7 separate regions of the Mus musculus genome follow, and regions 1, 2, 3, 5, 6 and 7 are each linked to region 4. A link is a contact called in public HiChIP or PLAC-seq and promoter capture Hi-C data. All regions are on one chromosome and are shown on one strand. Each heading gives the region's core, a stretch centred on a gene start, on an enhancer-like site or on the middle of the called end of the contact. The rest is flanking DNA. Distances are from core to core; before and after follow the strand shown.

Region 1 (3,236 bases), core at 170-2,669, 1.2 Mb before region 4:
CCTGGGGGCCAGCTAGATGGCTCAGTGGATAAAGGCATGTGTCACCAAACCTGACAACCAGAGTTCAGTTACTGGAACCCACTTGGTAGAAGTAGATAACCCACTCCGCAAGCTGTCCTCTGACTACACTTGTTCAGTGGCTCATGTGTGTACATACCACACATATACACAGTTTTTGTAATTAAAAAAGATAGCCACCCCAGCAGTCCAGACCATGCCTTAAGTAAGTGAATCTAAAAATTATCAAAATAAAACGAGAGTCTTCAAGCATTCATTCGTGGACAGAAGTTGAAAAAACAAAAACCGCAAACTGAAGTCTGTTGGTTCTCAAGCTTTGACTATGAAAGGCTATCTCCTAGTAGGCATCCCATGCTTTAAAAAGAAAAAAAAAAAAACTTACCTCCTAAGTTGCATTTATTAATGACAATTTCCTTAAGGCACAAAATAGTGTCATCTGAGAACTTGTGACAGAGCTACCAATCTAAGTTGCTTATATCTAAGTCGAAAGGAGAGATAGTTACTTTGTGCCATTCCATAGGGCAAGTGGAACATTTTCCATTAAGTTCTGTGTAAAAAGGCCCAGGCCCACCTCCTCCTGGAGTCCTTTAGGGGGACTCCTGGAGGTCTAGGGAGGCCAGTTTACACCCGCACCGAACTGGGGTGAGTAAAACTGGGCCCAGTTATGTTAGGTTGTTGTGCTTCTTGGTAAAGAAGGAAAAAAAAAGAGAAGACAATACAACAGAAGGCGCCATTCCAGTACCACACTGAAAAGAAACACAAAAACAAGAGAGCAGCATGTTTTGAACAGCTTGCGTGGAAAAAATATTGACTGGGGAGTTTGGACAGCACTGTTCATTTTCTCTCACCGCCCTCATTATTTGTCTTAAGGAGCAGGAGCCAGCCACGATTTTGGCAAACAGGCCAGAGGAAGGTGTGTGTGTGTGTGTGTGTGTGTGTGTGTGTGTGTGTGTGCGCGCGCGCGCGCGTGTAGAGGCTTGTCGCCCAAGGGGAAATTAAGACCAAGACCCAGTGGCTCAGGGCCAGCATGAAGCCTGGGGGTGGGGGTGGAGGTTGGGGTGGAGGGGGAGGTGTTAAAGCTTCTTCCTCCTGGCCTGTCTCTGAGTTCTACTTGAGGCTCGGCATCCATCATTAAGGCCCGTCTCCTTCAGAGCACAGCAAGGAGACGATGAATCCCTGCCCTTGTTTCTTTCGGCTGGGGAAAGGATGCAGGGGTTCCATTGGTTTTTTCGGCCCGCCCTTCTTCTGGAGTTCAGACCTCCAGTTCCAGCAATGGGGGTCAGGCCGGAGCCTCCACGCGCAGGGAAAAAACTTGATTCCATCAGTTCCTCGGAGCCGGCTGATTGGATTTAGCCCCGCCTGTTTGTGTGTGGGGCGTGGCCTGAGCGCGGGGCGTGGCCTGAGCGCGGGGCGTGGTCTGGGCACGGGGCCTTCGGCGGCGACCAGCCAGAGGAGGAAGAACATGGCGGGCGCAGCAGGGCCAGGGTCCGGTCCGGGGGCAGCGGGTGGAGATGGAGACGATTCGCTCTACCCGATCGCGGTTTTAATCGACGAGCTCCGCAATGAGGACGTGCAGGTACTAGGCTGGGCTGGGGAGCCGAGGCGAGGGCGGAAGCGCACATGGTAGGGAAGCGGAAAGGCCGGCTCAGCCCTGGGGGCGACCCCCGGGGTGGCAGAGTCGTATTCAGCCCCGGGACGGAGGCGTGGGGCGGCGGGTGCGCGGTGGTCCGTCTCAGCTCCGCTGCCCTCCTCCGACCCTCTGGGGTGGTGGCGTCCATCTGCTCCCGGCAGTGGGCGGGGAACCGGTTCGCACCTCGGGTGGACCAGCGCAGGCGGGCTGCGGGGCCGCCGGGAGCGGAGGAGCGGCCCCCGGCCCCCGTTCCCTTTGAAGTGATGCGGAGTGTCCGTCCCCGGGCAAACTAGCTGGGCTGGTTGGGTGGAAAGAGCGCGGCGGCTGATTAACCCAGATGAGTGGTGCATCAGTTGTGATAGAACTTTTCCCTGAAAAGGGAGGAGTTGTGCTTAACCGTTTCTTTCACCCACTTCTCTCCATCCAGAGTTCTCTCTTTTCAGACCCTCTCATTGTCCGCGTGTTTTCATTCATTCGTTTCTTCCCCGGCCCTTCAGTGTTCTCCCTAAGATAGCTTCTGGCTAATGACGTGTTAAACGGTCCTTGAGTTTTCCTAGGATTAAGATCTAAGTGAAAGGCTCATTCATCATTATACTGTGTCCCAGTATCTCACCTATTTGCTTCTTTGACCAGAATTGCAATCATCTCTTTGCTTTGTTCTCCCTCCCACTTTGTTTTTAAAGCTCCGTCTCAACAGTATTAAGAAGTTATCAACTATAGCTCTAGCACTCGGGGTAGAAAGGACTCGAACGGAACTGCTGCCTTTCCTTACAGGTTTGTGTCCCTTGAAAGATACACGCTCCATTTCTATTGGCTTTTAAACTATTTTTATTTAATTTTCTTAGTTTGTTACCTAGAGTAGCGATAAGTACTAGACTGAGCCTTGCCTTCTGCAAGGTGTATAGAAATGCTACATATAGTCAGACATACTCAAACATAAACCGTGTAGCTAGTGGGAAGGTGATTGATGTGAAATATGGATTTCTTTGTAAATGATTTATTTTATATGCATTGGTGTTTTGCCTGCATGTGAAAGTGACAGATCCCCTGGAACTGGAGTTATAGGCAGTTGTTAAGTTGCCATGTGGGTGCTGGGCATTGAACGCTGCTTCTCTGGAAGAGCAGCCAGTGCCCTTAACCACTGAGCCATCTCTCCAGCTCCAGGATGTGAGTTTCTTAATAATTGTGTGAAACATTCAGGAAGACTTGTGGTAGTCATCTATAAGATGGAACACAGCTCCAATATAGCTCCAATATAGGAGCTAGAGAAAGCACCCAAGGAGCTGAAGGGGTCTGCAGCCCTATAGGTGGAACAACAATATGAACTAACCAGTACCCCCGGAGCTCGTGTCTCTAGCTGCATATGTAGCAGAAGATGGCCTAGTCGGCCATCACTGGGAAGAGAGGCCCCTTGATCTTGCAAACTTTATATGCCCCAGTACAGGGGAACGCCAGGGCCAAGAAGTGGGAGTGGGTGGGTAGGGGAGCAGGGCGGGGGTGGGGGGTATAGGGAACTTTCGGGATAGCATTTGAAATTTGAAATGTATATAAAGAAAATATCTAATAAAAAAACTGACAAAAAAAGACT
Region 2 (3,243 bases), core at 114-2,613, 1.3 Mb before region 4:
TGAGATGGGAATCATTCATTAGTAATGAGAAATGGAATACTTGGCCTTTTTCCGAGACAGGGTCTCTCTGTGTAGCCCTGGCTGTCCTGGAATTCACTCTGTAGACCAGGCTGGCCTTGAACTTAGAAATTTACCTGCCTCTGCCTCCCAAGTACTGGGACTAAAGGTGTGTGCCACCACAGCTGGCTATACTTGGTTATTGTGGTGGCTGGTTTTCAGTTTTTAGCTAACTACTTCCAGATAGACACGCCCATCTGATCAATGTTAGAGTGCTAGATTGTCTTTTCAAACGTGATTTTGGGAGGAAAGTTGATTTTTCTGAAGGTCACCTGATCAGGATTGTCAAGGACAAAAAGCCCTTACCAAATCAATAAAGTAGCTTCATTTTTTCTCAAATGAATTCAAAGTTTTTCATTTTACATTTTGAGACCTCCTGCTGGCTGTCATTTAGTGGCTTTCTATATTCTATAATATATTTCTATATTCTCAGAATAGGGTCTAGGCTATTAAATGGTTAAAACACTCAATTTGGTCTGGCTTCCTTTTTAACTCTACAGTGTCACCTGCTAGTCCGTCTCCCGGCCAACTGTGTTCAACCAGTCAAACATAACTTTTTTTTTTTTTTAACTATGATTTTATGAACATTGTTCCTTCTGCCTTTTTAATCCTTTTTACCTAACTAAAACGAGCTCCCCTCCCCCAACTAGCTTTCAGCTCAGGCTAACTTCAGGGAATCTATGTCTCCCTTCCCCAGCTTCGTAGGGCTTCCCCTTGTGTATGCTTCATTCATAGTATCCCGAATTCCTTCACTCACGGTGGGTACACACCCCATTCTATTCGAGTTGCCTCTTCTGCTGTGTGCATTTGTCATCTGACAGCAGGCAGGCCACTTCCAGTTCATCCATACACCTAGTTGCTCTCACAGTGCTATGGAACAAGACAGGCGTTCAATGTTACTTCTTGAAAATAGGATATATAAACACCTGGAGATATGTTGAGTGGTTGAGAGAACAGGAGACAGCCATGTCAGGAGATGGTGCAGTTACAGCGTCCTGAGCCTCTGGAATACGCAGGACTCGTCTCACCCCTCAGTTAGTGACAGTTATGCTTCAAGCAAGAATGGCGAAGACGCTCAGGGCCGTCCGTGTTGGGCCGTCCGAGTACTGAAAAGAAAACGAGCCTTTGGAGGCGCACAAAGGTGAAGGGGCAAGGCCAAGAGCTCCATTTTACTTCCCCGCTCGAAGCTCCCGAGCAGTAGCTCCAAATGTTTATCCTGGTAACAAGCTGTTGATGCGTCATCACTTAGTGCCGGGTGGAGTGGGGAGGGGAGGGAGACGAGGCCCACGCGAAGGAAGTGACGTAAGAAATGTGCGCCCCGGAGAGCGCCGGCAGGTAAGCCGGAGGAGACCATGCTTCCCCGGCGCCTCCTGTTGGTCGGGGAGGGGAATTTCTCCTTCGCCGCTTCTCTGATCGACGGCCTGGATCCCAGCGTCAGTGTTACCGCTACCGGCTTCCAGCACCGGGCGGCTCTGGAGGGAGATCCGGTAGCGCTAGAGAACCTAAAGCGCCTGCGCGAACGAGGTAGCAAGTCCCAGCCCGCCCCGAGGGCCCGCCCGGAGCGTAAGGGTGTGGCTCGCGCGGGGAACTCGAGGGCGCCTCCTGGGGGCGCTCAGGCGGATGCGCGTGTGTGCTCAGGTCTGGGCTGGGCTGCATTGTTGGCAACCCAACCATGCATTGAGTGGTGGTGTTTGTCCAGGTTTACAGATCTTAAGACGTCTTTTGGTCTCTATTTCACGCCTTTAAACCTTGCCAGGTGTCGAAGTGCGTTTTGGTGTGGACTGTACCCAGCTGTCACATGCCTTGCCAGCCGACGATAGGGATTTTGATCGAATTTATTTCAACTTCCCGCACTGTGGACGAAAAGCTGGAGTAGCTAAGAACAGGGAACTGCTTGCCAAGTTTTTCCAGAGGTGAGGCAAGACGAGTCCTGGCATAGAAAATGTTTCCAGGTTCCCATAACCAAATCACTGCACACAAACTTTGTCGTTGGGGAAATAAGTTGCTAGAATACACGAGGAAAGAAGATAAAACCCAGAGAAAACCATAATCTTGTCTTAAAGATTTACGTATAACCCTAGATGTTAAAGTATAAATTACAAGGAAAAGGCAAGTTTATTTTTCAAAAATTAGTGTGTGTATGAGTGTGGCGGTCAGAGAACAACTTACAGAAGCGGGTCCTCCTTCCATCGTGTATCCAGGAGATAGAACTTTGGCTACTAGGCTTGGTGGCAAGCACCATTACCCAAATTGTGTGTGTGTGTGTGTGTGTGTTTTTAAATATGGATATGGGTGTTTTGTCGGCATGCATGTCTGTGCAACAGTTGTGTGCCTCCTTAGAGGACATTGGTTCCCCTGGGACTAGAGTACTGATTGGTGTCGCCATCATATGGGTACTGAAAATTGAACTTTTGAACAGCTAGTGCTCTTAACTGCTGAATCTTTCAGCCCACCTCAAAAAGGTTTTAAAAAATGCAAATCGTAAGAGTCAGTATAGCTTGATGACGACAAGATTGGATTTAAGAGTCACATGGCCTAGGTTCAAATCCTAGCTCGCTGCTTACCAGTTAAAACTGTCGTCAGGTGTAGCCCTTACCTGCTTCTCCTCCCACCCCAATCTATAAACTGGCTATTAATAGCAGCTTAAAGTGATTATGAATTTAAAATAGTACTTTAACATCAGTATTCCAAACTGTATTCGGCTCCACTGGGCTATAGGTGTTGAGAAACTTTTAGCAAAGGCAGTATTTTAAGTGGGAGTTGAAGTATAGATGAGTGTGTATGGTGATTATTAGAGCCAGAGCCTTGTGCATGGTGATAGTGCTCAGCCCAGCCCTGAGCTATAGAATAGGCAGAGAGCAGTAAGGAATCTTTTCATGGGAAGAAGCAACGCAAATAGTGAATTATATATAGGAGCTTTACGGATTTTGGCCTTTCTGTGGCATACAGGAAAACAATGCAAATGCCAAGCTGGTGACTAGTGCTGTTGTGGGGGCACTGGTAGACTTTTTATATGCTATAGGTTTATAGAGCACTATAGGTATAGAGTTCTATAGGTTTCATAGAGCACTGCAAATAAGATTAATTTTAATTATTTCAGAGTTACACCATGTGCATATTGTTGATTCCCTTGGTAGTTTCTGTCTCTGATACACTTCTGGTGTCTGTCCCCCTTAAGCTGTGCTG
Region 3 (3,166 bases), core at 466-2,965, 1.3 Mb after region 4:
GTGTTATATAATTTCTTAGGCACTATCACCTAGAGCCAGATAACCCCCGACTCACTTCTCTGGGAAAAGGAAATTTAAGTTCAATTTTGGCAGGGTGTAGATAAAATGTGTTTACACAGGTTTTGTGTGTGGGTATTTATTGTGTGTGGTGGTATTTATTTATGTATAAATGCTAGCTGGAGCAGAGCAGAGTAGGCGTTCCATCAAAGCATGCAAACGACCCCAGGAAACAAGCCATTGGAAATCACACTAAGTTACACTACACTGCTGCCCTGCAATTTACAAGTGACTTATTCCCAGTTCCTAATGATGCGTCTAAAGAGCGCTGTCTATAACGTCCAGGGGCTAACCTGAGACCCCAGCGCTGTAGAGTGCATATGGGCATCTGCCGATTTCTTCCTGCTGGCCTCTATACTCGCCTATGATTGGTAATTGGGTTGGTGACCTGGGCCGGAGCTCAAAATGCTCAGGAGCCCAATTAAAGCCTGGGGCCTGGTTCTGATAAGCTCTGGGTTGAGATCTACCAGGAAGATCTCTGCCCATTCTGCAGGATGAATTCTTCCAGATTTCTCATCCTGGGAAGAATAATTAGTTCCTAAAACTCAGATAAAAAGAAAAAATAATTAGCAAGAGTGAACAAACGGGGGCTGTGGGGCTGTTCTTCCCGGCTCTTGATGCTCAGGAGTGGGGTGCCCAGGGCATAGTGGGCAGGGAAGGATAGGTGCCCAACTCTACTGAGACGCTTGCCCAGACCCTGCCTTCTGCTGCCCAAGTGCCCTACACAGGAAACACCGAAAGATAAGGGACTTCAGGGTAGTAGGCTGCCAATCACAAATATACGGAACAGGTGGGCCGGTGTGTGAACAAAGACTAGGGGAATTCCTCACAGGGAAGCTATTCCTCTTGTTCCACTGTGGCACTGGAAACCAAACCCTGATGTGCATTTATAATAAGCCATGTTTCCAACCCTTTTCTGTCTGGGTGTAGTGCACACCTTTGATCCCAATACCTGGGACACAGAGGCAGGTGGATGACAGTGAGTTAAAGATCAGCCAGTCTATATACATATATAGAGAGTTCCAAGGCAGTAGGAGATACATAGGGAAAACCCCAACTCAACCAGTTTTCTCCACAAGGCAAGGTGGCTTGGCTTACACACCTTTAATTTCCCTCTACTGGAGGAGGCTGGGGTGGAAGGATTGTCATCAGTTCAAAACCAGCCTGAGATACAGAGGGAGACTTCCTTCTCAAAAGGAGAAACAATAAAATATAGAAGAAGAAAAGGGGGAGGAGGAGGAGGAGGAGGAGGAGGAGGAGGAGGAGGAGGAGAAGGAGAAGGAGAAGGAGAAGGAGAAGGAGAAGGAGAAGGAGAAGGAGAAGGAGAAGGAGAAGGAGAAGGAGAAGGAGAAGGAGAAGGAGAAGGAGAAGGAGAAGGAGAAGGAGAAGGAGAAGGAGAAGAAGAAGAAGAAGAAGAAGAAGAAGAAGAAGAAGAAGAAGAAGAAGAAGAAGAAAAGAAGGAAGAACAAGAAAAGGAAGAACAAGAAGAAGAAAAAGAAAAGAGGTAACAATTTTAAAACAAGCACACCCTGCCTTTCTCCAGACTGGCAAACTCAGGCAACTAGTGTAGGGATGACTAGGAGCGTAAGGCCTGGGCGCGGTACACGAGCCAGTCGGGGTCCGGGCGCGCGCCCGGCCCGCCCGGGGCGGCTCTAGCCAGAGGCCCGCCCTCGGGTGTCCCCTCGGCCCGGCGCTCCAGCTCCTCCCTGGCCAGCGGAGCTGAGAGCCGGCGACCATGCAGGCCCTGCCGCTGGGGCTGCAGCTCGCCCTGCTGGTGGCGGCGGGGGCCGGGGCGCGCGTGAGCGCACCGCGGAGCCTGGCGTGGGGCCCTGGGTTGCAGGCCGCCGCCGTCCTGCCCGTGCGCTACTTCTTCCTGCAGTCGGTGGACTCGGACGGCCGGAACTTCACTAGCTCGCCGCCAGGTCAGCGCCCGTTGCCGTCCCCGCGCGTCCCTGTCCCCACACGTGGCCATCTCCCCACTGCGGGTGTCGTCTTCTCTCCCCTCCCATCGGCGTCCCTTCCCTCCTCCCTGACACCCACGGGGGCGGGAGGTGCCACTCAGGACCGTTGGGTGACTAACTCCAAAGGCTGGGCCACAGGTCCCGCCCGGTGACAGATGTAAGGGTAAGTAGAGTAAACGGCGCCTGTGGGGTCCCACGGAGCGCAGTGGTGCCATCACGTGATGCAGATGGCCCTTCCTGGCCTGCAGGGCGCGCCTTCCTCCCTCCCTCAGCAGCCCACTCTTCTTAGGCCCGCAGTGCAGACCACGCGAAGCAGGGAAACTTCCTAGAACCGGAGAAGGGAGGCGCTTGTCTTGAATCTCAGCAGGGCCCTCCTCCCACATCTGATTGCTTCTCTGGACTTGTCCAGCTGGTTTCAACTTGTTGCCAGTCAGGATTTGCTAATTTGTGTCTAAATGTAAGGCTGCTCCCATCTGGCGTCCTGTTTTGCCTGCAAAGAGGCAGAGAACTCCTTGGCGTCCTCCACCGAGCAAACGGGAATTTCACGTACTTAGAAGTCACGTGTATATGGTAATCCTGGAGTAAAAAAGAGGATGGCAATGTCTGCCTATCGAAAACTTAAGACTCTGCTGAGAAAATAGATAATAAGCAACCTGCCTATCAGGGCAAAGCACAGTTGCTGCAATTGGATTTCTGCAGCCTGGTGTAAACATTAAAGAACTGCCAATAGGTCCAAGGGAGTCTGGGAAGCTTCAGGAGTGCGGGTTTGGAGGCTGAGAGGGGTTTCTAGACTGGCTTGCAGCCGCGCAAAAGCAGAGAGCGCGAGGATCAAGTGTTGAGAACAGGAGTCTGTGGAACATGGTTCAGATTCAAACCGTGTTATGGTGTATCTGCAGTTCTGTAATAAATAAATGAACCCAGATAAGCACTCATGTGGTTACAGCAGGAGAGTAAGGATCCCCCCCCCCCATTTTAAAAATCTTTTTCCCCAAATAAAATGTTCTGCAAAGATTATTCGGATATGTGTGTGTTTGTATATGCCACTTGTGAGCTGGTGCCTATAGAGACCAGAAGAGAGCACTGGATCTGCTGTAACCATAGTTCTAGACACTTGTGAGCCACCTAATATAGTTGCTGAGAACATGAGT
Region 4 (3,090 bases), core at 520-3,019:
GGAAGAGCATTTAGGTGCTCAGCAAGGAAATTCAGTTCTCAGCACCAGGAGGCACACATACCAACACCACAGCATTGAAGGCTTTGGGATATTTTGATTGAATATTCAATACTTCATTTAAAAGTGCTAATATCTGATGTGAAGATCAAAATAAAGCAACGGTATGTGTGTTTCCTCTTTGATTTTGTATCTAATAGGTATTACTGTGATGGAGTTTTTAGTCTATTCCAGAGTATTTTCTTCAGATGTGTTCTGAGCTGTGGACCCTCTGAACGACTGACTCTCCCACCAAACTGCTTTTTAAATATTTGTCTCTGTTTCCATTTTCCCATCCACAATGTTTGAGAGTACCCTTTTTATCTTAGCAGCTTGAATACTATCTTTTACTTAAATATTTACGAATATGATGGCAACTGAAATGCTACAACTTGGGTTGCATCTGCTACTGCAGGACATAGGATAAGATCAGAGCTCTTAGATTCAGACTTTTGAGTCAAACATGCCTTTGGGGTTGGCCATGGCTCTGCCATTTCCTAGCCAGGTTATACTGACAACTAACTTTTTTGAAGCTCCCCTTTATTCATTAGCTTCTTTTAATGCCAATAATAGCTTTTACCTTGAGCCCAGGGTTGTTGTAATCATTAAACAAGGCAGTCATGTGAAAGCACTTCACTGTTCTGAACATAAGACCACGAATGAATGCTTCGTTTTCAGTTGCAAAGTGTACCACCGACTTCCGACTTTAGTTTGATTAGTGTACTACTTGGGACTCCCATGACATTTTTACTGTCCCTATCTTTGTTGCACCCGTGGGGAGAGGGTCCACAAGTATTCAGTTGGTGGTCTCAGAGAACCACCTAAACCTGTTTTGGCTACAAAGCACACAGCTGGTTCCCATCCTTGAGGAATTTGCAATCTAAAGACTTCTGAGATTAACCTGGAGTCTCTGGGGGCTTTTTAATTGTTTAGTGAGGTCTCTTGAGGGTGAAGGTGGTAGCTCACTGAGGAGGAAGCTCAGAGAAAGGATCTGCAGAGTCCCTGGAAGAGCTACTGTCTCAGGAAAGGCAAGTCTAAGGCTTCCCTAAAGATGGCGTATTTGTCCTGTAAGAATTACGTACATTCGCGTTATATTTGTATTGACAGTTCGTTTACGAAAGAGGTATTGAGTAAACGGAACGCGGTAGGCAGGTAAGGATTGAACCATTGCTGTGTGTACAAGTGGCACCAAGTGTTACTCTAAATCCCAGCAGAAAGTACTGAGGGCAGGCAGCACCGAGGTAACCCCACCAGAACGCAGCCTCGGTCTCTCTCTCTAGCGAGTGGATACAGTGAGACTATGGTCAGACTGGTAACTTTTTCCAAGTCTAGAATAATTTAGGTTTGGCTGCTCTTTGGGCCCTACTTCCAACTTTTTTTTTCCTTTCTCAGCCTACTCCTTCTAACCGCCAAGGAAGGAGTATCCCTGCTAACAACAAGAACAAAAAACCTGATCGCATTATAGGGTCATACCCACTGGCGTTTTGAGGGAAGTTAAAAACACTGCAAAATTTAAAACCAACCAGCCTTTCTAGCTGGTTAAAAACCTGCACACATTAATGTTCTTTTTGTTGTAAACACTGGGCCCACTTCCCTCTCCTAGCCCGGGATCCTGCAGCCTAGCACCGAACTGCACCCTGGAGCGGCTGCCGAGGGGATCCCCCCTCCTCCCGGGAACAGCTCCACCTCGGGGGCGCTGGAAACGCCCTCCGTGAGTTCCCTGGCACCAGCGGGAGTTTCAAGTTTCCACTCGCGGGGCGGGGGCAGGCGGCGGGCGCGCGGCGAGCTTCGGGCCGCGCGGCTCCGCTTCGTTCACTGCGGGCTTCGGACTCGGGCTGGCCCGCGGCGTCCTCGTCCCGCGGGGAAAGCTTCGCGAAGGCCCCGCAGCGCGTATTCTCCCCCCAACCCCCGGCTGAGGCCCACTCGATTCCGCCCGGGGCGGCCGGGAGACACGCTCGCGGGGTTGGCGCTCGAGCCCCGGCCTCGCCCCGCCACTGGCGGCCCGCGGGAGGAGGGGGCGCAGGGCGGCCCCGCCTTCCCCCCCGAGGAGGCGCCGGGCGGCCATATTGCCGAGCTGTCTGCGGCGGCTGCGGCGCGTCTTCTCTCAGGCGGCTCAGGGCTCGCACCGCCGACTCTCCGCTCGTTCGCCGCCAGCCACGACGCCCCCGCCGAGCCGCGCCTCAGCCAGCCGGCGGCGGGCAGGGAAGGAGCCACTCATTTTCGGGGTAAGCCCTGCTCGGCGCGCTCCCCCGTCCCAGGCCCCGGGGGCCGCTCTCCCCGCCGAGGCGCTGAGGTGGCGGCCAGAAGTTGCCGGGCTGTGGCGCCGCGGCCCGGGGCCTGGCGCGCCTCACAGACGGACTCGCGCCTGGCCGCCCTAGAGGCGCCGTGGTCGTTAACGGCTGAGCCACGCCACTTACCCGGAGTCTCCCGCCGCGCCGTCCGCCGTCGGCCTGGCCGCCCCGTGCGTCGGGCGGTGCGGGTTCCCGCCGCCGTGGACTGGGCCCGGGGCTCGGGTCGGCGCGCCCTCGGGGGCCGCATGGAGCGTAGGTCGCACGCTCTCTCGCAACCCGGGGACGGGGACCGCGAGGCTAGAACTTCTCCCCCGGCCTCCCGTTTGAAAGTCGGGGTGTTGGATTACTAGAGAGCGTGCGGACGCGCGAGCCGCGGAAAGGCCGTCGCGTTGCCGGGTCCCGCCGCGCAAGCCCGCGAGGCCAGGCCCGGGCTCCCGGCCGCCCTTACCTGGGGCTGCAGTCACGGCCCGCGCCCTCCGGGCCCCCCGGCTTGCCCGCACCGCGGAGTCGCCTGGCGCACAGTGAGCAGACCCCACCAGGAAACTCAGCTTTTCTGCCTTTCGGGGCTCCCAAACTCCCATCGCCCAGCCAAGTTTGAAAGGGAGTAGTGCGTTATTTCAGTTGAATAGTCCGTTCCTACACAGATGTTTCTGTAAACGTTGCCAGGATTCTGGGTGGTTTTGTTTTTTTTTCCTCCCTCCCCAGAAGAGTGGTTATTCATTGGAAATGTGTTTTAAGAGGTCAAGTTTATAATTTTTTTTTT
Region 5 (3,162 bases), core at 45-2,544, 1.2 Mb after region 4:
GTTTTAAGAGGATGGATAGAAGTAACATTCCTAAGGGGCAGACACCTAGGGCAGGAAAACACGCCAGCTTGTCTAAGTGTTAACTATGAGACTACTCATCTAGGAACACTGGCTACAAGATGCTGATGTCAGGAAGAGGCAAACACATTCCATTGTCTTTCCACTGATTCTTGGTGAAAACCATGAAGACAATGAGACAAAGAACAAAAGATGATGCTAAGGGACAGAGCCAATTCCCAACTTAAAGATCGAGAGCTGTGGAAACAGACACAGGTCTAGGTTCCAATTCCACACTACTAGATGTGGGAAATTAGGGCCAGTTTCTTATCCTCTCCAAACTCTACAGTTCTTATCCGTTAAATGGACTACTAGGATCCATCCACACCTCAAGATAGGGGCAAAGAATATAAAACATGGAGAGTACTTAAAGATATTTCTATTATTTTAAACATTTCCCACGAACAACAGCGTTTTCTTACATCACTCCAGATTTTAGCTTATTTATTTCATTTTTGAGACCAAGTTTCACGTATCACTGACTGACCTCGAACTTGCTATAAAGCCTTGGATGACTTTGCACCTCTGATCCCCCTGCCTCCACCTCCTTAGTGCTCAATATGTGCCCGGTTTATGTGGAGCTGGGGATTGAACCCAGGACTTCCTGCGTGTTGGGCTAGCACTCTACTGAAGGCTCTCACTCCATCCGCTAGGTTCTTTCCACAGCGGTCACTATTGCCTCTCTGTTCTGTCACCACTGCTGCACCACATGTCCCTACCCGGAGTGTCACCGCATTTCTATCACTTTTCCCAGCACTGCGGAAAGTAGAAGAGTCAGACCTGGGTAGCGACACCCAACAGACCACTAGTGAGGCCCCGTTGGCCGGGTCCGCCCCTTTCCCACACCACCCTGACCCTAAGTCCACCACAGCGGCAACACCTCCGGGCTGCACCCACCCTCGCTCCCCAGAGCCCCGCCGAACGTGCCCCGAGCCCACCTCACCTTCTCGTAGTTTTGCATGAGGCGGCTGATCCCCTCGCGCTCGACCTGCCATTCCGGCTTCTTTAGCTGCTTCCTCCGCTCCTTCTTTTGGTGCTGCCTGTGGCTGTGTTTTTTCTTCCAGCGATTAAAGCTCCGCACCGGGTCGGGTCGGGTTCCCTGACCCAGAGAAGCAACCGTTTTGCCCATGGCGGGGGCTGCCAGGACCCACGACGCCGCTACACGGGAGCCTCCTCGCTCCTCAAGGCACAGCACGGAAGACGCGAAACCAGCGTGTGGAGAAGGCGCAGGGGCGCACGCGCAAGTCCGGGAACCCGCCCCCAAGCTGGGGAGAGTGGGCACACATTAATGACGACAGGCAATGCGCGGACGATGATTGGTGATTTGGCTTCCGCTGGGCGGGGCGATCTTAAGACGCCAGGGGAAAGCGTGCACGGAGGAACTGGGCGTGCTCCACTGCTTCCGAGAGTGCTTGGGGCTTCCGGAAACAGCGCAAGTACACTGCTTATTGCTAGTATGGTGAAGTCATACTCAGCGTAAAGTACTGCTTTTCATTTACTCTGGATTCAAGTGTGCCCAACATTCGCGAGTACACTGCTATACGTTATAGAGTATGTAGGTCGTAGTTACTTTGTAGATCAGACTGGCCTCAAATTTATAAGAATTCACCTGCCTCCTGAATACTCTAATTTCAGTTAAATGCCACCGTGTTGACTCAAAATGCTTTAAAGCAAACTTTTCAATTAACAAAAAGTTACATAATACAGAAAAATACACTTACACATAGACATCGTAAAGATGCCTCTGGAGAGCATCCTAAACATCAATCACCATTTATCTTACAAAGTGTCAAAAACAAACAAAACAAAACAAAACAAAAACCAAACCCTGAGATGATTACTGTGTTAGTCACTGAACTATTACTGTGAAGAGACACCATGACCAAGGCAACTTTTATAGAAAGAAGCATCATTTAACTGGGCTGGCTTACAGTTTCACAGGTTTAGTCCATTATCATCATGACAGGGAAGGCATGCCAGCATCCAGGTGGGCACTGGAGCAGTACCTAAGAGCTGCATCCTGATCCATAGGCAGGACACAGACACACAGACACACACACACACACCTGCGTGCGCACGCACACGCACGTACGCACGCATGAACAGCGACACTGTGCCTGGCATGGACTTTTGAAACTCCAAAGTTTTGAAACTGTGACTCCAAATATATGAGCCTATGGAAATCATTCTTATTCAAACCATCACATTTACTCTCAGTTTTAACAACTGGGTGGCCTTAACTGAATATTCACATTGTATATTTTATAGTGATTTTTTTTTTCAAGACAGGGTTTCTCTGTGTAGCACTGGCTGTTCTGGAACTCACTCTGTAGACCAGGCTGGCCTCGAACTCAGAAATCCACCTACCTCTGCCTCCCAAGTGCTGGGATTAAAGGCGTGTGCCACCACTGCCCAGCTATAATGATTTTTAAGTTAAGTAAATGTTTATTTCCACGACTATGACTATAGCTATAAGTTAAACCAAGATTTTTTTTCATATTTTCCATCACTACACTTTTTTTGTTTTGTTTTGTTTTGTTTTTCGAGACAGGGTTTCTCTGTATAGCTGTCCTGGAACTCACTTTGTAGACCAGGCTGGCCTCGAACTAAGAAATCCCTCTGCCTCCCAAGTGCCTCCCAAGTGCTGGGATTAAAGGTGTGTGCCACCAAACCCTGCTATCACTATACTTTTTAAATGCACTCACACATGCACACACACACACACACACACAAACACCATGTGTCTTGTGAACTTTTCCAAGGGCAAGTGAAATAGGGCACCAACAATGACTAAAGCAAGGAATGGATTCTACCCCTTAGAGAACCAATGAGTATAATTATCCAGACCATTGAGATTTCTTTTTAAAGTATGAGCAATGTTAGGCAGCTCCACCACTGATGAAAAAAAAAAATGTATCTCTCAGCTCCTCAGGAACCCCTCCCCTGTAGTGTGACTGGGATATTCTCTTTGAGGGCTATAACTGTCTAGCCAATAAACTCAGGAGGACTTGGTATTGATGCAAAGGTGCCAGAAAAATCAACAAATGTTGGAGCTCTCAAAATCAGAGACCAACATCGAGTTCTTATCCCACAGATCCTACCAAT
Region 6 (3,325 bases), core at 218-2,717, 1.3 Mb after region 4:
ATTTGTTTTATTAAATAATTACATCTCTACCCATGCTAAGTCCCTTACTGAATTATGAGGAAAGGACTGTGTTGTTTGGTGTGTATACAATAGCTTCATGGAACAGGTTCCAGAATAGGTTAGTTTCAGTCAGCTCACTGATAAGAACAGGACAAAACCTCACCACTACCGACATTAGAAGGTCAGTCCATATACCTAGTAAAGGAACATGCAAGAATACCTGAACAGTGTGTACATGACAGACTTCCAAACTGCCATCATTAACATAGAGACAATCTATGAGGGAGTTCTGTGTTGTATGTTATAGAGTGGATCCCCACTTCTTGCAGCTAATAGATGCCCACAAAAAAGTTGTTTCAAAGGCTGTTTCTTCAGACATACCAAAGATAAGACAAGGGACCAGCAGCAAAAGCAACCATTCTTTATAGTTTTGACTGTTTTTCCTTTAGAGGAGTGAAACCCAGTTTGGTTTATTTATCATGAAAAGATGGTATTTGTGGACATACCTTGTAGATATTAGTGACCATCAAAATCACAGCAGAAAGGACTAAATTAAGGGTATTGGGGGAATGTATGTCCACCGGACAAATTGTTTTTATGTAGAGAAACAAGTTTTCTGGAAAGACATTTATCTTAAAAAAAAAAAAAACAAAAAAAAACAAAGCACATGTATGCACATCCTTGGAAATACCTGACTTCACTATGTCATGGAATAATTGGCTTTCTAGGAAAAGCACTTTCTGTGGTTGCACGGGATTGTGATTCGCTTTCTAAAATACTGTCAGTGGGGCTTTTCAAAGTCTGAGAATGACTTTCTATGAGACAATGGGACTGTGTGTGTGTGTGGGGTGATGGCAAGTTTGGCAAATAATTCAATTTCCAAAGGTAGCCTAATGCCAGTCCTTCTGTGAGTCCCTCTGAGCCAAAGCCTGAGATAAAGTGAGTTTAGGCTTCCCCGGTCTTTTAAATAAGATAACACTTCTACTAACTCTAGCAAGCTCCTACCAGTTCTCCTGTTCTCAATCATTGAAAGACAGGATTAGTCGTGAATCTTTTTCCTTCTTCGTCTTTCTTCTAGACAAGCTCAAATTCTTCCAGCAAATAGCAACAGCCAAGCAAATACTTAGGGGCTAACACTCAAGGGCAAGCCTTCCTTAGAGACAGAATTATGTAGGCTTGTTTGCTTAACAAGTCACATAGAGGGTGGGAAGGGGGTGGGGGGTGGGAAGAGACGCTGCAAAGTCCGCCCCGCCCCCCAAATGCGATTGGTTCCTTTTCTCCATTTAGTCACTCACTTTGCATCTCGGTTGGACAGGTTGAGAGAAACATGTCATTAAGGTGTTGTCAAAAGGAGCCCTGTATGTGTGGGCTGGTCCCGAGGTTTGTGGTTTTAGCTTTTCAAAGGCGCGGAGCTATTATGGGCTATGGGATCAAGTTCGGGAAAACTAGTCTTCATTATCTTGAAAAATGGCTTTGTAACAGGAGGCGCCAAGGAGCTTAAGTACACATAACTCGCACACGGGAGAGAAAATGACGAAAGTTCCTCAGGGGTTTGATTTCAGCTTCCTAAACGAGGAAGAAGCCAGGAAGATCCTCCAGGTACTGGAAAGAAATGAGGAACTCCGGAGGGCAGAGAAGGACAGGATCAGGTACGAAGCGAACTCCTCCTCTTGGGCTGGGCCTGCATCCTGTTGGTTTCCGAGGGAACCCAGGGACACCTGCTGGGACCCTATGCAGGTGCTGCTTGGAGTGGCAAGAGGGAACGAAGACGTTGTTTCAGTGGGTCTCCAGATGCCTCCCGGGTGCTCTCTCCAGGCTCTCCATCCCCAGCGACTTGGCTGGGAGTCCAGGACTCCGCAGGGAGGAGGGAGAAAGTCGCTCGTTCTTTGCATTTCTCGGTGCGTGGGTCCCCGCCTGTTCAGGACACCTGGGCTAACCTCAGCTGGGAGGGGTTCAGGCATAGTAGAGGCTCAGGTGCGTCATAGGCTACTAGGGATAAGGTCGGACCGTTTTAGGGCACGTGAGTTATTGTACGGCACTCCCTAGAACTGGATCCTGGCAGCTGTTCCCTCCAAGCTAGAGGCCCAGAACAGGAGGGAGATCCAGGAACTTGCCAGAGGGTCCTGTGTGGGTGAATGGGACTTAGACACGTGGGGTTGGCTGTGGTGTGGTGCTGTAAGAAGGAGTTTCTACGGGATCCAACCAATGGCCTTATTAATAAATACAATGTTGTAGGTGAGGACGGGATAAGAAACTAGCAAATTACGTCCAGAAATGATTCTTGGGAGCATAAATTAACTTATTATTTTTTTCCCTGCTGGAGTACGAACCCACAGACCTATTCAAGTCTTCTGCAGTGAAGTGTGGGAGGAAATCCAAGATAGCACACAGGCTGCAATGTAGGCATAAGCTGGAGTTTAGAGAGCTGGCTTGGTGAAGTCATTCAGGTTCCCAATTCCAATCAGTCCCTCCCACCTCCGCCCTCCTCTTCCTCACCCCAAAAGAAACGCCTCCAAGGACAAACTTCCAATTATGGAACCCTCCTTAGTCTTTGCAGAGACAGAAGACACTGAGCCCAAAGCTCCCTCTTCATTTTTTCTCCTATGTGGCTCTCTAGGAAGGGCGGGGGCAATGGTGTTTAAAGTTTGAGAATGGAGATCTCATCACACAGGCTCCGTCCCTTCCAATCAGTCAGTAAAAAGTCAATCATTCACTCTGAAAGCAGTGTGTTCACACTCACCCGTGAGTGCCCACACATATGCACGTCGGCCACACGGGGTGTCACCCCATTCAGAGAAGGACATAGATCTACTTAGGGCCAGCTTCAAAGCATACACAATCCCCACACTCCCAAACTGTAGTGCTCAGAGTAGGATGTTCCTTGTCTGTAAAGAGAAGGGCGACATTATACATGAGGGGACAGCATGGCAACATTAGGAAATAGAGAGAGAGAGAGAGGTGGGCTCACACTTAGGGATCAACTTGGCCCTTTTAAAATTATAGTCAGCTGTCCCTGAGTTTGTTTCCTGCCTGTGGATCCTGGCCTTGTCTGGCCTTAGTGAGAGAGAATGTACCTAGTCCTGCAGTGACTGATGTGTGGGAGTGCGGTGGGGGGTGCCCCCTTCTCAGAGAAGAAGGGGAGAGTGGGGGATGAGCTTTGAGAGGAGGGCTGATATTGGGATGTAAAATTAATTAGTTAATTTTAAAAAAATGATAGTCTTAGATGCTCCAGTGGCACAGTCTGTTAGCATGTGATATTTTTACAAGCTGTAGTCTTAGTGATATGATTTATTTTAAATTCCTTCAAGGGAATTTCTTTGGTACT
Region 7 (3,177 bases), core at 81-2,580, 1.3 Mb before region 4:
GTTAATATTTAAGAAGAGAATGGGTTTAGGATGTAGCTCAGTGATCAAGCCCCTAGTCATACTGCAAGGTCCTAGTTTCAGTCACCCCTGCACACAGGGCTGTTTATATTATCTGACTAAAAACTGATTCTAAAAACACAAGGGCTGTTGTAAAGGGTGGAGGAGTGGAGTACTGGTAAAACACCTTGGTAGCATCCCCAAGGCCCCCACCACACACACACACACACACACACACACACACACACACACACAATCTGAAATTTAAGAAACCCATAGAGAAGGGAAAGGTGAACTGAGGGAAAAGGCAGGAAGCCATGACCAATAGCTTATGCCTTTGCGGCTGCAGGCCTAAAGCAACCAAAGGATGACTGAGGAGCAAACAAGAGTAGCCTGAGTCACAAAAGAAGCAAATGGAAGAGGTAACAGAATTCTGAGAGAAACTTTTGAAGAGAAAACAGAGCCTGCTTGGGTCAATCCTGGCCCACCTTTCCTGTCAGGTTGCAGCTCCCCACCACAGTTCTCACAGAAGGGAATCACACTAATATTAGCTCCTGAAACTGGGCCTGAGGCCCAGGTTGGTCCTCTCAGCCAACCTTGTCCTCCTCAGTGGTGGAGAAATCTAATGTGCATGATTCAGGAAATTCGCACGTGGATGTGCAGGATTCAGGAAATTCACCCCTCATGTGGACCACCCACAGTCTCCTACCCTCTTTCAAACTTTCTACCAATGCCACGCCACCGCACCCCTCCCGTGACTCATCCGCTTAGCGCCTGAAATAGAGCTCTGCCGCATCTGTTCAGGGCTTCCCTCTAGGATGTCCCTGGAGAGTCCCTGGGAGGCGTGGGGACCACCTTTTCGGCAAGAAGATGCCTTCTGAGTCCGTAGTCCTGCCTGCCCTTCCCACCTCGGGAAGGTACTCAATCCCTCCAGTTTAGAGGAGGCCCACCGCCTTTCTGATGTCCTCGGGTTGATGCATCTGCACCACACCTACCTCCTTGACTCTACCACCCAGGCTCTTAAATGGGCTCCCCGGGAGGATGCCCCTCACCGCCCCCCAGGATTCCCTTCGGGAGATTAGGCGGGAGGCGCGGGGTGACCGGGAGCTGGGGGTGGGAGGAGCAGGGCAGTTACCTCATTGAAGCCCTCTTGCAGGACGTCCAGTAAGTTCCCGCGGGTCAAGCAGGCTAGCATTGTTCCTGCCGCGGGGCTTCCCGGGTGGGGTCACGCCACCGTCTCTTCCCTCTGTACACAAAGGCGATCAGCTCAGCTCCCTGGGAGCTCTCTGGAGTCCCGCATGCCACTTACTGGAAACCTAGACCCGAGCCAAACTAGCGGCTTGCACTGGGCATGCTCGCGCGCGGGCTGCAGCCGGAGGGGCCCGGCGCTGTGCTGGTTCCTATAGAAACAGCAGGGCGCGCGCTGCGCACAGGCAAGAGGCGCTAGCAGGCAGCCCCGGGTCTCCAGGGAGTGCGGGGAAGCCGTGGGCGCGCACGCAGGCTCCGCACGGGTGCTCGCAACGAGCATTCACACACGCGTGAGCACACACACACATCCGCGCTGACACAAGCGGGCTTGCCAGCCTGAGCATATGCCTGCAATCACTACACTGCACGTTTGGAGGCGGGCGTCCCCGAGCGTGTGCACGCACATACACGCACATACACACACACACACACACACACACGCACACGCACACGCACACGCACGTACACACACACACACACACACACGTATGTAGTCACTTTGCTCATTTAAGGCTGCAAGCACCTCATCACAAGGTGGGTGGGGAAAGGAGTGAGTCACAGGATTACCCCACCCACCCCTTACTCCATTCTCCAGACTAACAGCAACCTTTTTCCACGCAGGGCTTGAGAGTGAGACAACCAGCAACCTTTTCCCACTCGGGGTTGGAGAATGAAGCAATTTAAATAAGAGGAAATAGAATGACAAGAAATAACAATAAAAAGGGGCCAGAGGAGAGAGGCTGGGGCTGGGGCTCTGTAAGTAACTGTAGACTATAAGTAACTGAACAGCGCTAAACAAATCATACCATCATAATAGAAACGTCAGAGGCACACCAAGGATCTTCTATCTTTTTTACAAAATAAATGCTAAGGGGTAAGATTGGGCACGATGGCTCAGGGGATAAAGGCTCTTGTAAAAGCTTGACACCTGAGTTCAATCCTGGAGCCATGCAAAGGTGGAAAGGGAGAACTCACATCTCTCGGGCACAGGCACACATTACGCTCACCCCCCCCACACACACACTAATTAATTGGTTTTATAATAAAATAATTTCTAAGAGCCAGCATGGGGGTATACACCTATCATATGCATGCACATACACGCGCGCGTGCGCGCGCGCGCACACACACACACACACACACACACACACCAGATCAACACTCTAGAGGTTCTAAGTCCAAAGCTAGCCTGGTCTATATAGCAAGTTCCAGGTCAGCCACATATAGTTCCAGACCATATAGATGAGACCTGCTCTTGAAAGAAAGAAGGAAAGAAAGGAACACATACTTTATAAGTGAGTTTTAAAATAAAGCACCAAGAATGCCCTTGTACATTGTCAGGTAAAAGCATCCACCCTTGGGTGTAACAGAGCCTCTTTCTCGTGTGGCCTGGCTGAGGTCACAGCTCTGATGTTTATTTTTAAGAACACTAGTCATTTGCATGCTTGGACTAAGTGATCTTAAAAAAGAAAGAAAGAATGAGAGAAAGAAAGTCCATTTTACATTCCATCTTGTGATCCTAGACAAAAGGGAGAAATTACAGTGTTAAGACCCAGAGGAGATCAGAGCCTTGTCCAAGGACACAGCTGGTCAGGGACACGCAACTCAATAATCAAGGAATTACAAACCATTTTCTAGCCATCCTGTATCTCCCTCAGACTCCATTAGGACCTCAGCAAGAAAAGTCTATAATGAGCCTACTAAATCATATTTAACCCAATGGCCTCCTCCTCGGGTCACTAGGGGATAAGAAAACCCTTACTTGGGGCAGCCTGACTAGATATCTAAAGCTGCTAAACACAAAGTTCTTCTGGGGAAGAAAAAACAAACAAAGTGCCTTTGACCACAAGAAGCAGGAAGCTGAGTGTCAGCCTGCCCTGAGCTGGTCGCTCAGCTGGTTAAATCCTGACTGTTCCACTCAGGCTGAAGCCA

The links. Promoter capture Hi-C pulls out the DNA fragments that hold promoters and counts their contacts. HiChIP or PLAC-seq counts read pairs in DNA pulled down with a chosen protein or histone mark.
Region 1: an H3K27ac HiChIP or PLAC-seq map of extraembryonic endoderm stem cells shows a contact between it and region 4, with 7 times the contacts expected there. The contact joins the promoter of Ppp2r1b here to the promoter of Rdx in region 4. A contact is called at or near these places in 7 of 39 promoter capture datasets (the C10 cell line, the HPC-7 cell line, embryonic stem cells and 4 more), 4 of 115 datasets of contacts at active chromatin or transcription factors (astrocytes, embryonic stem cells, extraembryonic endoderm stem cells and 1 more) and 1 of 9 other capture datasets (adipose tissue).
Region 2: a contact with region 4 is called in a promoter capture Hi-C map of pre-B cells, with 7 times the contacts expected there. The contact joins the promoter of Fdxacb1 here to the promoter of Rdx in region 4. A contact is called at or near these places in 7 of 39 promoter capture datasets (the C10 cell line, cranial neural crest, erythroid cells and 3 more), 1 of 484 Hi-C or Micro-C datasets (muscle stem cells), 3 of 115 datasets of contacts at active chromatin or transcription factors (astrocytes, pancreatic cancer cells and pro-B cells) and 2 of 9 other capture datasets (adipose tissue and liver).
Region 3: a promoter capture Hi-C map of hippocampal neurons shows a contact between it and region 4, with 14 times the contacts expected there. The contact joins the promoter of Poglut3 here to the promoter of Rdx in region 4. A contact is called at or near these places in 9 of 39 promoter capture datasets (the 3T3-L1 cell line, 3T3-L1-derived adipocytes, cranial neural crest and 5 more), 1 of 484 Hi-C or Micro-C datasets (embryonic stem cells), 1 of 115 datasets of contacts at active chromatin or transcription factors (epiblast stem cells) and 1 of 9 other capture datasets (macrophages).
Region 5: a contact with region 4 is called in a promoter capture Hi-C map of liver, with 5 times the contacts expected there. The contact joins the promoter of Ddx10 here to the promoter of Rdx in region 4. A contact is called at or near these places in 14 of 39 promoter capture datasets (the 3T3-L1 cell line, 3T3-L1-derived adipocytes, the C10 cell line and 10 more), 1 of 484 Hi-C or Micro-C datasets (B cells), 8 of 115 datasets of contacts at active chromatin or transcription factors (the 230-238 cell line, astrocytes, cardiomyocytes and 4 more) and 2 of 9 other capture datasets (adipose tissue and embryonic stem cells).
Region 6: a promoter capture Hi-C map of hippocampal neurons shows a contact between it and region 4, with 7 times the contacts expected there. The contact joins the promoter of Exph5 here to the promoter of Rdx in region 4. A contact is called at or near these places in 5 of 39 promoter capture datasets (embryonic stem cells, hippocampal neurons, liver and 1 more).
Region 7: an H3K27ac HiChIP or PLAC-seq map of large pre-B cells shows a contact between it and region 4, with 6 times the contacts expected there. The contact joins the promoter of Dixdc1 here to the promoter of Rdx in region 4. A contact is called at or near these places in 2 of 115 datasets of contacts at active chromatin or transcription factors (embryonic forebrain and large pre-B cells).

The regions. Positions count from the first base shown.
Region 1 is chr9:50,855,505-50,858,740 of GRCm38.p6, forward strand. It overlaps Ppp2r1b (protein phosphatase 2, regulatory subunit A, beta), which reads left to right and starts at 1,420. Exons shown (of 15, transcript NM_028614.3): 1 at 1,420-1,594; 2 at 2,332-2,422. The coding sequence starts at 1,481.
Region 2 is chr9:50,766,875-50,770,117 of GRCm38.p6, forward strand. It overlaps Fdxacb1 (ferredoxin-fold anticodon binding domain containing 1), which reads left to right and starts at 1,364. Exons shown (of 5, transcript NM_198675.2): 1 at 1,364-1,581; 2 at 1,814-1,970; 3 at 3,236-3,243. The coding sequence starts at 1,410. It overlaps 1110032A03Rik (RIKEN cDNA 1110032A03 gene), which reads right to left and starts at 1,310. Exons shown (of 4, transcript NM_023483.4): 1 at 984-1,310. The coding sequence starts at 1,025.
Region 3 is chr9:53,382,308-53,385,473 of GRCm38.p6, forward strand. Poglut3 (protein O-glucosyltransferase 3) reads left to right here and starts at 1,716. Exons shown (of 8, transcript NM_212445.2): 1 at 1,716-1,979. The coding sequence starts at 1,793.
Region 4 is chr9:52,046,172-52,049,261 of GRCm38.p6, forward strand. It overlaps Rdx (radixin), which reads left to right and starts at 1,770. Exons shown (of 14, transcript NM_009041.3): 1 at 1,770-2,261. It also overlaps the pseudogene Gm6981.
Region 5 is chr9:53,246,818-53,249,979 of GRCm38.p6, forward strand. Ddx10 (DEAD box helicase 10) reads right to left here and starts at 1,295. Exons shown (of 18, transcript NM_029936.2): 1 at 1,001-1,295. The coding sequence starts at 1,186.
Region 6 is chr9:53,300,203-53,303,527 of GRCm38.p6, forward strand. Exph5 (exophilin 5) reads left to right here and starts at 1,468. Exons shown (of 6, transcript NM_176846.3): 1 at 1,468-1,649. The coding sequence starts at 1,531.
Region 7 is chr9:50,726,654-50,729,830 of GRCm38.p6, forward strand. Dixdc1 (DIX domain containing 1) reads right to left here and starts at 1,331. Exons shown (of 20, transcript NM_001374656.1): 1 at 1,133-1,331. The coding sequence starts at 1,192.